Regions from separate parts of the Sus scrofa genome. Here all the other regions are linked to region 1. Evidence: chromatin contacts called from public HiChIP or PLAC-seq and promoter capture Hi-C data. All regions are on one chromosome and are shown on one strand. The core of a region is the stretch at or near the end of the contact, and the rest is flanking DNA. Distances in the headings are between cores, read along the strand shown. Region 1 holds the start of ARF6 (ADP ribosylation factor 6). Region 2 overlaps LOC110262125 (a long non-coding RNA gene). Region 3 holds the start of VCPKMT (protein-lysine methyltransferase METTL21D).

Region 1 (5,008 bases), core at 1,149-3,648:
ATCCCAGGTCCTGCATCCGTGGATTCAACCAACCCAGATTGTGTAGTGACAAGAGTACATATTTATCTAAAAAAAGACAAGTACAGTGGATCTGTGCAGTTCAAACCTGTGTTATTCAAGGGTCAACTATACTGTAATCAGATTTCCTGAAGTACTTACAGGGGGTGAAAAAGCCTAATTTTGGGGTTAAGAGAGAATGAATAAATTCACCATATCAGCTTTGTGACCTCTGAAAAATTACTCAACATCTCTAACTCTCGGTTTCCTCCTAATTAATACTAATTAATGAACCTCAAAGCTAACTCACATGGTTGCAATGCATATTAAAATATTTGAAGTATTTAGTACAGTGTTTATAACAATCAATAAATAATGACTATTTTCATTCATGGTATCATTCTTCATTTGGTTCAACAGGTAAAGAAAATGAAGTTTGCAAAGGCTGAGAGAAAAGGATTCACAGCTATAAAATGGAGGGTGACATTTGAAACCCCAGTCTTCTGACTGCACATCCTTTGTTTTAAGACAGTACATATTAAGGAAGAAAGTAAATTAAATCATTGCCAAAATATTAGTAACTTCAGTAAATTTACTTCAGGCTGAAGCTTAAAGGTTATCACTTAACCAATCTACCATTATCAAATTTTTTTTAAACTGTGAAACAAAAAGTATGTTACTTTATGCTATCACATCATATTCTTTAAAAAAAAAAAACAAACACGCTATTTTCCTGTTTTTCCTCCTTTTGGTTTATTTCAAGCTTTCTTCATATTTGAACTTTATCACTAATCATTTGATACAAAGAGGGTTCCCTTTCTACAAACATTATACGTATAATAATAAAAGCCCTCAAGTGGGCTTCTAGACAGTGGGGTCAGAATTACACTCAGTTTACGCATGAGATCAACTCGATAAGGTCAAATGTCCGAATCCAGGCGTCAGAAGTAGTTTTTCCTATTCTAAATCCAACGCTAAGATTATATAGACGAGGCTGCTGAAAATTAAGAATGAGAAACTACTACTAATCACAGTAAAAGATATTTAAAAAGGAAAAGCATGGGAAGTCTTGAAAATACTGTAATTTTTAAGAAACGTGGATTGCTCCTGACGGCTCAAACACTCAAAAGACGGGCTTTAGAGGAAACCCAAACCCAGTAAACGCGCCGCACTGAACGGCAAATCCCACGGGAACCACTGGCCTCCCACGTGTCTCTCAGGAAATGCACAAAACGAAGGAAAAAGAAAGCCAAAGGGAGTTGGGTGAAAGGTTTAAAACAGCAGATAGGGATTCACAGGGAGATGGAGGGCACACGAAGCCTGGGGTGGGCAAGAGAGAACTCGCAGAGCATCTGGCAGGCGCCGAGGACGGAGAAGAGGCCTGGAAGCAAAGCAGGGGGAGGCTTTCATCTGGAGAGCGGGCGGCCAACGGGCCCCACCCAGTGGATCTGCTTCTCAGGTTCCAATGGGGGCGGAGGAGGAGAGCGCGCGGAAGAGAAAAGCAGAGAGGGGAGAAGACGCTAGAATAGCTACAGGTGGGCGCGGGTCAGAGCCCGGGCTGCGCGGGAGCAGGGCTGGCCCCACCTGGGAGCCTCCGAGCCGCCGTAGCCCCGCCCCTCCGCGCGTGGCGCCCCTGACGCTTGGCGCGCAGGCCGCTCTCCTTACAGAGGTCGCTCTTGTCCCGAACGGTCGGCCTCTGCTGCGCCTGCGTCGTCGGGAGGGGAAGTGAGGCGGTTTCCTCGGCGCCTTTTCCGGCGGCGGCGGCGGTAGAACTGGGAGGAGGCGGTGGAGGCCGGAGGGAGCCCGCGCTCTGGGCGGCGGCTGGAGGTAACCTCCTGGGCTGAGCTGGAAAGGCGGGCTCCTTCGGCCTCCGCTCTCTTCTGGGGCTCCCGCAGTAACTCCCTTTTTCCTCTCTGTGTTTCTGCAGGCAGCGCACCGAGTTCCCGCGAGGATCAATGACCCGACGGGGCGCCGGAGCCGCTCTGCTCTCGTGTGGCCTGGGTCAGTGGTGAGCGCGGTGCTCCGCGGACCGGAGGCCGGGCCGAAGGGCCGCAGTCTCCCGCGGCGGAGTGAGGTGAAGGCGGCCGAGCAGGAGCCGGCGGCGGCGCTTGTACGGCGCCTGCGGGGGGAAGGGCAGTTCCGGGCCGGGCCGCGCCTCAGCAGGGCGGCGGCTCTCCCAACGCAGACTCAGGCCGCGGCGACGGGAGGAATCAAGTTGTGTGGTCGGTGATGCCCGAGTGAGCTACGGGCCCGGGCCTCTGCCCTGAGGAGGCAACTCCCACGCAGGCCGCACGGGCCCCCTCGCGACTGGGAAGCTCCGTTTCGGTTTCGCGGCGGCGGCGGCGTTGTTGGAGGGGACCCGGGACACCTGAATGCCCCCGGCCCCGGTTCCTCCGAAGCGATGGGGAAGGTGCTATCTAAGATCTTCGGGAACAAGGAAATGCGAATCCTCATGTTGGGCCTGGACGCGGCCGGCAAGACAACCATCCTGTACAAGTTGAAGCTGGGCCAGTCGGTGACCACCATCCCCACCGTGGGTTTCAACGTGGAGACGGTGACTTACAAAAACGTCAAGTTCAACGTATGGGATGTGGGCGGCCAGGACAAGATCCGGCCGCTCTGGCGGCATTACTACACCGGGACCCAGGGTCTGATCTTCGTAGTGGACTGCGCCGACCGCGACCGCATAGACGAGGCCCGCCAGGAGCTACACCGCATTATCAATGACCGGGAGATGAGGGACGCCATAATCCTCATCTTCGCCAACAAGCAGGACCTGCCTGATGCCATGAAACCCCACGAGATCCAGGAGAAACTGGGCCTGACCCGGATTCGGGACAGGAACTGGTATGTGCAGCCCTCCTGTGCCACCTCGGGGGACGGACTCTATGAGGGGCTCACATGGTTAACCTCTAACTACAAATCCTAATGAGCATTCTCCACCCATCCCCCAGAAGGAGAGAAATCAAAAACCCATTCATAGGATTATCGCCACCATCACCTCTTTGAATTGCCACTTTCTCTTCTTTTGAATTTGAACTTTGGAGTTACAGTTCTACGGTTTGGGGGAGGGGGTTAGGGGGTTTCTTTTTTGTTTCTTTTCTTTTTCTTTCTTTCTTTTTTTTTTTTTGGCTTTGCGTTAGGATGCTCTGAGCTGACTTTTGACACGAACACAAAGTACTTAGATACTCTCGTTGACTTCCAGCAAATGGGATGGGGGAAATACAGCAGTTCTTGATAAATTCCTTTATAATAATGGTTTGATTTTTTTATTTCGAGAGAATCTTCTTTTCCAATGTATGCTTTTTTCCTTTTTGCCCAGTTTCCTTATCACTTGCTGTAGATGGCTTATTTTGCATTCATGCAGACTATGTTGCAAGTCTGTTTCATCTAGTAAACTGAAAATTATTGCTTAATCAAACTGCCGTTTGTCTTTTATATTTAAGGCCTTTTCCCCCTCCCTTATGAATTCCAACTTAGTAAATTCAAATGTGACCTTTTATATCTAAGACCAGTATAGTAAACTTAGCCCACAGGGGCAAATAATGAGTAATATCATTGTAATATGTTCCAGTTGCACATCAGTATGTTAAAACAGGTAATGTAAGTTCTTTGAAATGTCAGCTTTTAAGTTCTGAAACATACATCATGCATGAGTAAGGATAAAACTCAAGTTCCCCTTTACAGAGCTAACTTACAGTGCATAAAAATATGAAAATGTAACCAGTCAAGGACACAGATTTTTTTTTTCACTGCAAAGTTAGCAACTTTGCTGTGTTTTCCCTCTTTTTTAACTTTAAAAACAGACTCTTCCAGAAAATGGAGCAATAATGTTGTATGCCATATACAAAAGAAATATTTGTAGATATTTTAAGTGACTTTTGGGCAAAACTGGAATATATCTTTTACTATGTTTCAAATGTCTAAGACCAATCATATTAAAATTACCAGAATGTTTACTTTGTTCATTAATAAAGCATTTAACAATTCAAGTTATATGCACCTTTTACCTAGTTGGAAAGAAAAACATTCCTGTTTCCACATTACAGCAACTGAATAAGCTGAAGATATCTTTTTTTAATAGACGAGTGATTCTTATCTCCATTAATTAGAACACTGGAAAAGATGTTTTATAAGAAAGGTATTCTTTTTGATTGTAGGATTAACTCATGCAAATAGTCAGATATCCTGTTGGTTCAATGATACACCATCTCCTTTAAGGAAGGAAATGTGAGATGAATGAATGATGTGTAGACTTGAAGAATGACAAAGGGGAAGTAGGATGTAGAGAAAGAACCTACAGATGACAATGAATGTAAACTTATTCAAGGGTAAGCAGTGTGCTCACTGGTGATATCCAGATCTTAACAAGATGACTTGCTTAGCTGGTTAGGACCAGTAACAAGATTATTGAGACCACTATGGTAATACTTTGAACCAAATGTTAATGCTTGATACAGAATTGTGTGTAACAGCATCTGGTTCTTATATAGCCTTAAGGATTAATTTTAGAGATCCTCAAGGAATTAGGGTATTTCACAAATGTAGACTGCAATGGCAGCATACAGGAAAAGGCCGAGTGGGTTTTGTTTATGAGGGTATCTGAAAACTAAAATTGAGCGGGATGTCATGGTATATGATTGGACAGTATTGGTCCTTCATGTTTTGGCCATATTGTATAACGGAGCTTTTACCAAAGATGTTTGAGCAACATAAGGCTATAAAAAAGTAACTTCAAACTTTTGACAAACATTTTACTTAAAGTAGAGGAGAAAAGGTGCTATGTTGTAGGCTCCTGATGGTGCAGAGGGATTTTTGAATTCAAAATGCAACTAAAGTATAAAGTTCAGTTTCACTTTAGTAGAAGCATCTCTAGAAATGAAGCTGATATATCTAAACATTTTAGCTGCTTTTAAAATTCCCAGTTTCATCATAAATTTAGTGTTTTAAATGATTACTTATTAAGGTACATAAACATGGATTATACAAATATCAATGTTATAGTAACATC
Region 2 (4,442 bases), core at 97-2,596, 170 kb after region 1:
TGTCTCAGGAAGCTGGGCTCTTTTTTGTTTTGTTTTGTTTAACCTATGCTGAAATACTCCCCTCTGACCTTAACACTGCCACATGCCTAAATACAAAGACCTGGTGAAATAATAATAACAGATCCCAGTTACTAAGTACCAAGTGCTTTATATACATCGTTACATGAATGCTCACAATAAATCTTTGAGGTAGCTATTAATTTTTCAAATACCCAGAGAGAACCAAACGGAAGGCCAAAGTGGGAGCCTAGATTCTTCTCTGTAAAAGAGGAACCTGGACTGGATGGGTAAGGCCCCTTCCAGCTTTAAACCATCTGTAGTCTAGAGTCAATTGCATTTTCCCCCAAAGTCAGCCGCATTTGGGGTGGTGGTCCTGGAACTGAGCAATTCCTGTGGGGTTCTCCCTGATATACAAAGTATGAAATGGCAACATCATCCTTGGCCTTCTACTTTGCAAATTTGTTTTGTGTTGGCCATGCTGGTTTTATGAAGCAGCTTGTGAAGGTGCTTAGAGACCTTGAGAGCCTCCAGGGAACACATTCTGTACATTTGATTTAAACCTCCTCCCTTCCTCTAAAAAAAAAAAAAAAAAAAAAAAACTCAGTCCCCTCCACAGTTTCACTCAGGAGAGAGATTCAGCTGAGTTCCCCTCCTGTGGCTTTTCAGCTTGCGTCAGGCCGCTGGGCAAGGCTGAACCAGAGCTCGGAATGACGTGACCTCACTTTTGGTGTCTGGTTTCAAAGCACTTATTTAAGGCTCTGATTCTACTGCAGCTGCACATTTTCTGCGCCATTCTCTTCCATCCCTGCCTTAAACGTTTCAGTCTACCCAGCCAAGCTCTCTCTCTCTCCCCGTTTCTCTCCCACACATATTCTCATTCATTCCCCATCTCTTTGAAGATGTTTCATAGTTGAAAATAAACACATCAAAATTAAGACGGTTCCCTGTGACAATAAAGCATATACAGAAGTGAAAGCCAGAGTTCTTAAAACCTCAGTCATTAGGGAATGTCTTTGAAACCATCCTCCTCTTTACAAGGCTGAGAGCTACAATAAATACAACTCGTCAGAGACTCAGACATACTCAGAATGAGAAAGGCACACATTTATTATGAGCAGCTGCATTCATCTGAGTTCCTGGAGGGGTGTGGGGGAAGACTGGCATTCATTCACTGCTCTGGAAGAACCTGATGCCATCTGCACCCAGAGAAGCTTGTTCCCAGCACCATGTGTAGAACCCATCAGGCAGGGACATCTACACAGACATGACCAACTTCTCCAGGGAGCTGGGTGCACTGGGCCACCAGGGGCTGGACCCAACCCTGCATCCTGTTCTCTCCTTGGATCCACCAGCATCTCGGAGTGGGCGGGGCCGTGGAGGAGGGCTTCCAGAGCAGTTCTCCATCCTCCTACTCCACACCACTCCTCCCCCAACCCCAACCCTCCAAAGAAACATTTTAAGGGCCCTAAGTCTGCAGTCTGCCTTCCAGGTGGAAGAGGGGCAGGGCCCAGCCAAGCACCTTTAAACCCCTCATCCCTCAGGGATTAAAATCCTGCCATCTGTGAAAAGAAGGCACCACTTTATTTCCGTCTGGGCCATCACTTGGGTGGGGCTTTCCTTCTAGATAGTTTTTAACAAATAGAAATACAGACCACGCAGTTAAATTTGAATTTCAGATAACAAATATGTTTTGGTATAAATATGTCCCCAACACTGCAAGGGGCATGCTTATACTAAAACATTTTTTTGTTATTTATCTGAAATTCAAATAGAACTGGGTGTCCTGTAAGTTATCTGGCAACCATACTCCCCTTAGTCTTCTCTCCCCCCAGGCCTTTCCAGGGAGTGTTTATTTTTGCTGTGTGTGCTCATACAGAAAGTTTTCACTTCTGATTCTCCTGGGATTCCTGGCGAAAAGGCAAAGACTTCAGGCCACATCCACTGAATGTGGTAAGACCCAGAAATACACATTTTACCAAGAATCTAGGTGCTTCTGATGCATATGTGTATGTTATCTATTGCTTCCTAACAAATATCCCTAAAACACAGAAGCTAAAAACAACCAACACTGATTATCCCAAAGTTCCTATACATCAGGAAGGTGGGATTGACTTAGCTTTGGGATTCTGGCTAAGGGGTTCTCATGATGCTGTAATCAAGGTGTTGGTTCAGGCTGCAAACACTTCCAGACTGTGCCTGTGCTGGAGAAGCTGCTGTCAATCAGGTCTTTTTTGACTTTTAGCTGAAAACATTGGTTCCCCATCACATGGCTCTGCTGGATTTTCCCCCAAGCTAGGGTGTGTGTGTGTGTGTGTGTGTGTGTGTGTGAGAGAGAGAGAGAGAGAGAGAGAGAGAGAGAGAGAGAGAGAGAGGGAGAGAGAGAAAGAGAGACTGAGACTTTTTAAGACAAATCCAAATCCAGACTAAGAGAAATTATCCATATTGAGAGGCAGGAATCTTTGGGGGCTGTCTTAGAGGCTGTCCACCACCACTGTCAAGTTTGATAATGACTATTACAGATTAGTCCTCAACACACTGCAACCAAAACCACATTTTAGAAATAGGAGACAGTCCCCATTGTGGCCCAGAAGAAACAAATCTGACTAGAATCCATGAGGATGCAGGTTCAATCTGTGGCCTTGTGCAGCGGGTTAGAGATCCGGCATTGCCCTGAGCTGTGGTATAGGTCACAGAGGAGGCTTGGATCCTGAGTTGCTGTGGCCGTGGTGTAGGCTGGCAGCTGTAGCTCCGATTGGACCCCTAGCCTGGGAACCTCCATATGCCATAGGCACAGCCCTAAAAAGACCAAAAAAAAAAAAAAAAAAAAATTAAAAAATGGGAGGCAAAGCCTTTTTTTTTTTTTTTTAATTTATAGGGCCGCACTCAAGGGAGTGGCATATGGAGGTTCTCAGGCTAGGGGTCCAATCAGAGCTGTAGCCGCCGGCCTACACCAGAGCCACAGCAACTCGGGATCCGAGTCTCGTCTGCGACCTACATCACAGCTCACAATAACGCCGGATCCTTAACCCACTGAGCAAGGCCAGGGATCAAACCCGCAACCTCATGGTTCCTAGTCAGATTCGTTAACCACTGCGCCACGATGGGAACTCCGACTTTCTTATTTTGTTCTTATTTCCACCCCTCCTCCCCATGTACCAGTTGGGAATTTGAGACAACAATGAGGAAGTTAGAAAAAATGAGAAAGGAAAAATAGTCAAAATGACAATCTTTGGAGAAAAGCCAAACGTTAAATTTTAAAGTAACTGCAAATATTGAGTAGAAGAAAATTATATGCAAATCTCATGCACATATAGATGTGTCCTCTTTAAAAATCTTAGCACTCAATGTGACTCTTGAAGTGTCTCCTATGAGGACTTTTGGAAACATAATAACATAAGGTGACTAGTTTTCCCAGAACTCTCCCCTGTCCTGGAAAACCCTTCAGTCTCAAGCATATTGAGATGTCGGTCATCTTAACATAAGGCCAACAAGAAATCACATCAACCTTTAGACTGACAGGTCCACTTAGTGATGTAGTGGACAGAGTGTGGCCTTTGAGCTAGAAGCCCACTGGTGTGTGCCCTCAGCTGTGACCTTAAGTTATCTTACCTTGTAGGTAAGTTAGGCCCCATAAATCTGCTTTAGTGAAGCTTAAATACAATGATGCACATGGAAGTACTTTGTAAACTGAGAGGGGCTGCATAGATACTCTTCACTGCTCTTTTGAAGAGAAGACCCCTACCCTAGAGTGAAAGTTAGGCAAAAAATGTCACTCCTTTACACTTTTGCAATCAAATCTGACATTTTCTCTTTCAATTATGTGGCTGTGCTGACCTCCTGAAAATGTGAACACAGCACATAAAGCCACATGACACATTGTTTTTTGTGTGTGTGTGTGTCTTTTTAGGGTCGCACCCACAGCATATGGAAGCTCCCAGGCTAGGGGTCCAACTGGAGCCACAGCTGCTGGCCCATACCACAGCTACAGCAATGTCAGATCAGAGCTGTAACTTACACCACAGCTCATGGCAATGCCAGATCCTTAACCCACTGAGTGATGCCAGGGAGTGAACCTGCGTCCTCTTGGATACTAGTCAGATCCATTTCCGCTGAGCCACGATGGGAACTTACAACACATCTTTAATCTTCATTTTAATTTGCAATTTAATCCCAAAATTGATTTATACCATTCCCTCCAGAAAATGCTTTGCTATCAAAAAGGACAGTCATCTCTATCTTATCGTCAGTGACAAGCTTCCCAGAAAATCTGTGCAAAGCCTTGATAGGGAAGACATGATCATTTCTCACAACTCTGAGGGTGTGATTCCCTCTCTGGGGAGAAAACCTGTCACCAGCATCGCTCCTCCCCTCCCCCTCCTCTACTTCCATTGCTCCTGGCTCAGGAGATTTTTTTTTGTTGGTGGTGGTGAGAAAGGCAGCAG
Region 3 (4,409 bases), core at 798-3,297, 190 kb after region 1:
GGAACTCCTAATTGCACTCTTAAAAACTGTATTTACTAGAGTTCCCTTTGTGGCTCAGCAGGTTAAGGACCTGATATTGTCTCTGTGAGGATGTGGGTTCAACCCCTGGCCTCACTCAGTAGGTTAAGAATCCGGCATTGTCACAAGCTATGGCGCAGATCAAAGATATGGCTCGGATCTGGCACTGCTGTGCCTGTGGTGTAGGTTGGCAGCTGCATCCCCAGTTTGACTCCTAGCCTGGGAACTTCAATATGGTGCAGGTGGGGCCACTAAAAACAAAACAAAAAATTTTTTCTTTAATTTAACAATCAATAATTTCCCTATAATTCTGACCCTAATTTGAACATAAGTTGGCTCAATGCCCATTACTTAAAAAATGAGTGATGTCTACAATATACACAAACTGATATTTAAAAAAAAATCCTATAAATGTAATAAATTTTGCCACAGAACAATGAATTCTTTACAATACAACTTAACAGTTAAAATCACTAATGTCATATTAAATTTACTTGGAATAGCTAAATAAAAAAAAATAACAATAAAAAATCTTAGCCTTACATAGGAGATCCAAAAGGCAAAATCCTTTAAAAATTTTATAGAAGCCTCTAGTAAAATGCATATAACACTTTTCTCAAAATGCTTCATGGGCCTCTATGTTAAAATCATGAGTGTGTAAGTTGTAGTCCGTGGTGACTTTTATTTTCTCTTTACTGTATCATCAATTACAGAATAAATTTGCATTAAAAGATGTAAAAATGCTTAGACATGTGTGCTTTAGAACCCATGGAAAACGGTGTATGCAACCTCTAAACGAAGAAATTTCACTCATTACTCACCTCTTCGTAGTATATGCAGTCAGCCATCAGTATGTAGTCTGGTGGAGAAGGAAAGTCTTCTATTTCTTCCCCCCTTAAAAATGTCAACCAAATATTTTTCACTGTTGCTTTAATAACTTAAAATATTCTTGTTTTATAAACAAGACCCAGAAAATTCCCTTCGAATTAACCGTACTTACAGTGAAACACAATTTAAAGCAAACTACAAATCGTTATCTAAAAAAAGCTTAAAGGCCATACAAACCATTTCAGTACCTTGGCTTGAATAGAACCAGTGACAAGATGCTTGTTCATATTAATATTCATCTTCAGTAAGTCCTGCAATTCCTCAAGATCGGTGACTATGACATCTGCCCTATAAAATAACATTGATTGAGGTAGAGGCACAAGGTTGGGAAGCCGGTAATGGCGGTTTCTCCAACAAAGCGCCGTCCCTTCCCGCCAGCTCTTACCCGAGGGTAGCAGCCATGAGCCCCACCGCCCCGGTGCCAGAGCCCAGCTCCAGCACCGACCGCTGGCTCAGAGTGTGGGCCCCATCGCCGGAAAACCCGGGCGTTTCCAGGTATTTAGAAAGGACAATGGCAGCGTCCCAAACAACGCAACCCACGCCGCCGGAGCCATACTGCTGCAGTCGTAACACCGTGCCATCTCGCTTCTCCAAAACTCGCACAAAGTTCAGCAGCGTGTCCTCCTCGGATGACTCCAGAGTAGCCGCCATCGCTGCCTGGCAACAAGATGTGGCGCACACAGTGACATCACAACCATGCGCACAGCCCCGCTCCTCGACTGGCTTGGGGCCCCGCTTCTCCTGGCGGAGGTGTTGGCGCCAGAGCGCATGCGCGAAGGCAGAGAGCCCGGAAGGCAAGGCTCCACCAAAGTGCCTACCCCGTGGCCAGGGCTTCCCCTAGGAGCGGAACTGACACGTTCTTCCCAAAATTTCAAGTCTGGCTTCAAGAACTGACAGTTTAGATCAATTTTCCGGACAAAGCTAGTATTATAATCTGCTCTTAAAAAAAAAAAAGCCAACCTGAGTATTTTTACCTGGTTGGAGACTGATTCACACAGCATTTGCCGGCCTTAAATCCAGGCAGCTTCCAAGATTCTACCGAGGATAGCTATCATCCTACTAATTTTAAATTTAGGAGGATAAGATTTTCTAACATGCTAATTTTTCATCTGAATGCAGTAACAGTGAAGGTAAAGTTATCCCTCCAAAGTTTACATCACTTGAATTCTTTAGGATTATGGAATTTTAATTGCACAAAATAGGGAAAATAATTTATTTCTACAGAACTCAACAATCTTACCCCCTTGTTCCATATAATGAAAACACATATTTTAAAAGTCTTTAAAAAATTAAGACTTGGGTGATTTATTAATCTTGTTAGAAACTCTGATACAAAGCACAGTAAAAGGCCACTGACCAGTAAATAAACAACGTGGCTTCTGACTACTTTACAACTGCTGCTGTGGCACTGAGAGCAAAACACACTTTTTCATCACTTTGAGGGAAGGAGTCCAAATCAAATGGCAAATAAAAGTTTTACTCACTTTTCTGATTAAAAAGTTTAATAAAGCTTTAAGTATATGCTGGTTTAAATATTACCAATCTAAAAAAATATTTTAAAAAATTTTATTAACACAGGATTTACAGGGAAAGTTATTAGGTTTTCAAGGCAATGCAGTTGGTTCCTAGGCCATAAGAAACTTGTCCTCTGAATTCATGAATTAGTAAAGTAGCAGATTGTATTATAGGCCTTAAGTCACATAAACTTATATACATTATTAGCACTGTCTTTAAATATACAATATAAACAAAACTGTACATATATGGCATATTAACTTTACATCCCAAAACAATAGGCAACTCGTTAGCTAAAGACATCATAGTCTGCAAAAACAAAAAGGCACATCTGTATAAGATATATGCCCTTTTTCCCTCTATGATTGGGTTAGGTAGTCTGTTTACATTTTGACAAAATAATAAACACAGTGCATTCTATTATTTTCATTCTCTTTTTCATTTTTGTCTTCAGCAGCAAATTCTGGCATTTAAGACATGGCATTAAAGAGTTTAAGAACAGTGGGTGTTATTCACAATTTTCCTAAATGTAAAAACTAGATGTAAAAACTAGAAGATGGTCAAAGAGGCTTAAAAAATCAGTATCACTCACCCCCCCCATACGTGTGTAAATTCACTGCCTTAAAAAGTCATCTATTACTCAAATTTGAAAAATTCCACAAATGCACTATCCCCTTTCAGTGCAATCAATTATCACTTTAAACCATATTTTAGCAGAGTCTACAGTGCAAATATAATTTCTTTATACTGGCCTTTTGGCAGCACTGAGGATCTAAGACAAGGCAATGCTACTGATCACCTGAGGATAATGGTAAAGGACTTCTGTATTTTCATTTTTCCAATTTTTAAAAGCTTATTTGATCAGTAGCATTTTTGTAAGAGCATTATTTTTAAAAAGTACTAAAATACTATGCATTTTTGAATAAATTAAAAAAAAACTTTACAAATACCATTCCAGTGTCAATGACTACATATGGCTAAGGTCATTGAGGAGTTTCTGCATTTTCTAGCAAAGGCAGTCTATACAATGGGGGGTGCGAAAGCTCCCGTTTATAAGTCTTTGGTGGCAGTTTTGGTAGGTGAGGGCTTGAATTCTGCCTTGGTGGAATGGGGGGGGCTTGAGGATGAGCGAGATTATTTTGACTAGAACTGAGCACATAGCATCGACGTGGTACTCTTGGAGATGGTGTGCTTGGAGGAGTGTTTGGAGAATTTGGACACATACTAACATCTCTGAACCAGTCTGGATCTCTGTGAAGATGTCCCAGTGGAGGTGGCTGGAGAGTGAATGGACAGTTTATAAAGTGTTCTGGAGGCCGAAGGGGAACCGGTGGAGGGGTATCAGGAAGAGGATCTCTTGGCGGTGGTAGAGGTGGACTAGGCAGAGGTCCGTCAAACACACCAGTAGGAGCAGGAACTCTGGGTTTTACCTTTGGAGGAGGAGGTTGTCTTGGCGGAATAGCAGGGGGGTCATCATCGGATTTCATATTTCCCTCAAAAACAAAAATATTAAATTATACTTCTGTTCTCCTGAAAAATTTGTGAGAAAAAGTCTTAAAAAGATTGAAAAATTCTTGCAAGTTAAATCTAGAAAGTCCAAAATACATTAATCTGGTTTAATGTTCAGATTTATGAATAAATTACTCCCAGCCTCACTCAAGGCTCAGTTTACTATTTTTATATATGAGATGTTTTAATTGAAATCTTAGAACATAAAGCCTCAGATTACCTTGTTTTGCATACACAGTTTATAAGTTTATGTATTTTAATTATAATAATGGGCAAGTGAGTGAAAAGAATACATAGCTTTTTAGACATGAAAGGACATGATATCAAGAGGACTTAATATGTATCCAAATATACCTTATTTGGTATATCAAAAATATCTTAATATACCAAATTCTAGTTTTTGGTCACTGACTTCTACTATCCTCAGTGAGGCTGAAAGTGGGAGTTTTTTAGTTGTTTTTCTTTTTTTCTTTTTATGG

Evidence for each region. Promoter capture Hi-C pulls out the DNA fragments that hold promoters and counts their contacts. HiChIP or PLAC-seq counts read pairs in DNA pulled down with a chosen protein or histone mark.
Region 2: an H3K27ac HiChIP or PLAC-seq map of alveolar macrophages shows a contact between it and region 1. The contact joins the enhancer-like site here to the promoter of ARF6 in region 1. A contact is called at or near these places in 3 of 5 promoter capture datasets (fetal liver, liver and skeletal muscle), 5 of 47 Hi-C or Micro-C datasets (alveolar macrophages, blood, embryonic fibroblasts and 1 more) and 2 of 2 datasets of contacts at active chromatin or transcription factors (alveolar macrophages and skeletal muscle).
Region 3: a contact with region 1 is called in a promoter capture Hi-C map of fetal liver, with 1.8 times the contacts expected there. The contact joins the promoter of VCPKMT here to the promoter of ARF6 in region 1. A contact is called at or near these places in 3 of 5 promoter capture datasets (fetal liver, liver and skeletal muscle), 5 of 47 Hi-C or Micro-C datasets (alveolar macrophages, blood, embryonic fibroblasts and 2 more) and 2 of 2 datasets of contacts at active chromatin or transcription factors (alveolar macrophages and skeletal muscle).

The regions. Positions count from the first base shown.
Region 1 is chr1:179,711,639-179,716,646 of Sscrofa11.1, forward strand. It overlaps ARF6 (ADP ribosylation factor 6), which reads left to right and starts at 2,399. Exons shown (of 1, transcript NM_001078677.1): 1 at 2,399-2,926. The coding sequence starts at 2,399. The coding sequence ends at 2,926.
Region 2 is chr1:179,883,430-179,887,871 of Sscrofa11.1, forward strand. All of the region lies in intron 1 of LOC110262125 (a long non-coding RNA gene), which reads right to left. Among named protein-coding and RNA genes, the nearest start is that of VCPKMT, 22 kb to the right of the region's middle. Within about 2 kb of position 1,347, at least 55 of the 83 cell types and tissues checked have an H3K27ac peak or open chromatin away from gene starts, as enhancers often do. A contact at or near this core is called in alveolar macrophages, embryonic fibroblasts, fetal liver and 1 more, where this site is marked.
Region 3 is chr1:179,905,392-179,909,800 of Sscrofa11.1, forward strand. VCPKMT (protein-lysine methyltransferase METTL21D) reads right to left here and starts at 2,048. Exons shown (of 6, transcript XM_021101519.1): 1 at 1,292-2,048; 2 at 1,084-1,194; 3 at 840-912. The coding sequence starts at 1,557. SOS2 (son of sevenless homolog 2) reads right to left here. Exons shown (of 23, transcript XM_021101439.1): 23 at 2,187-3,914. The coding sequence ends at 3,405.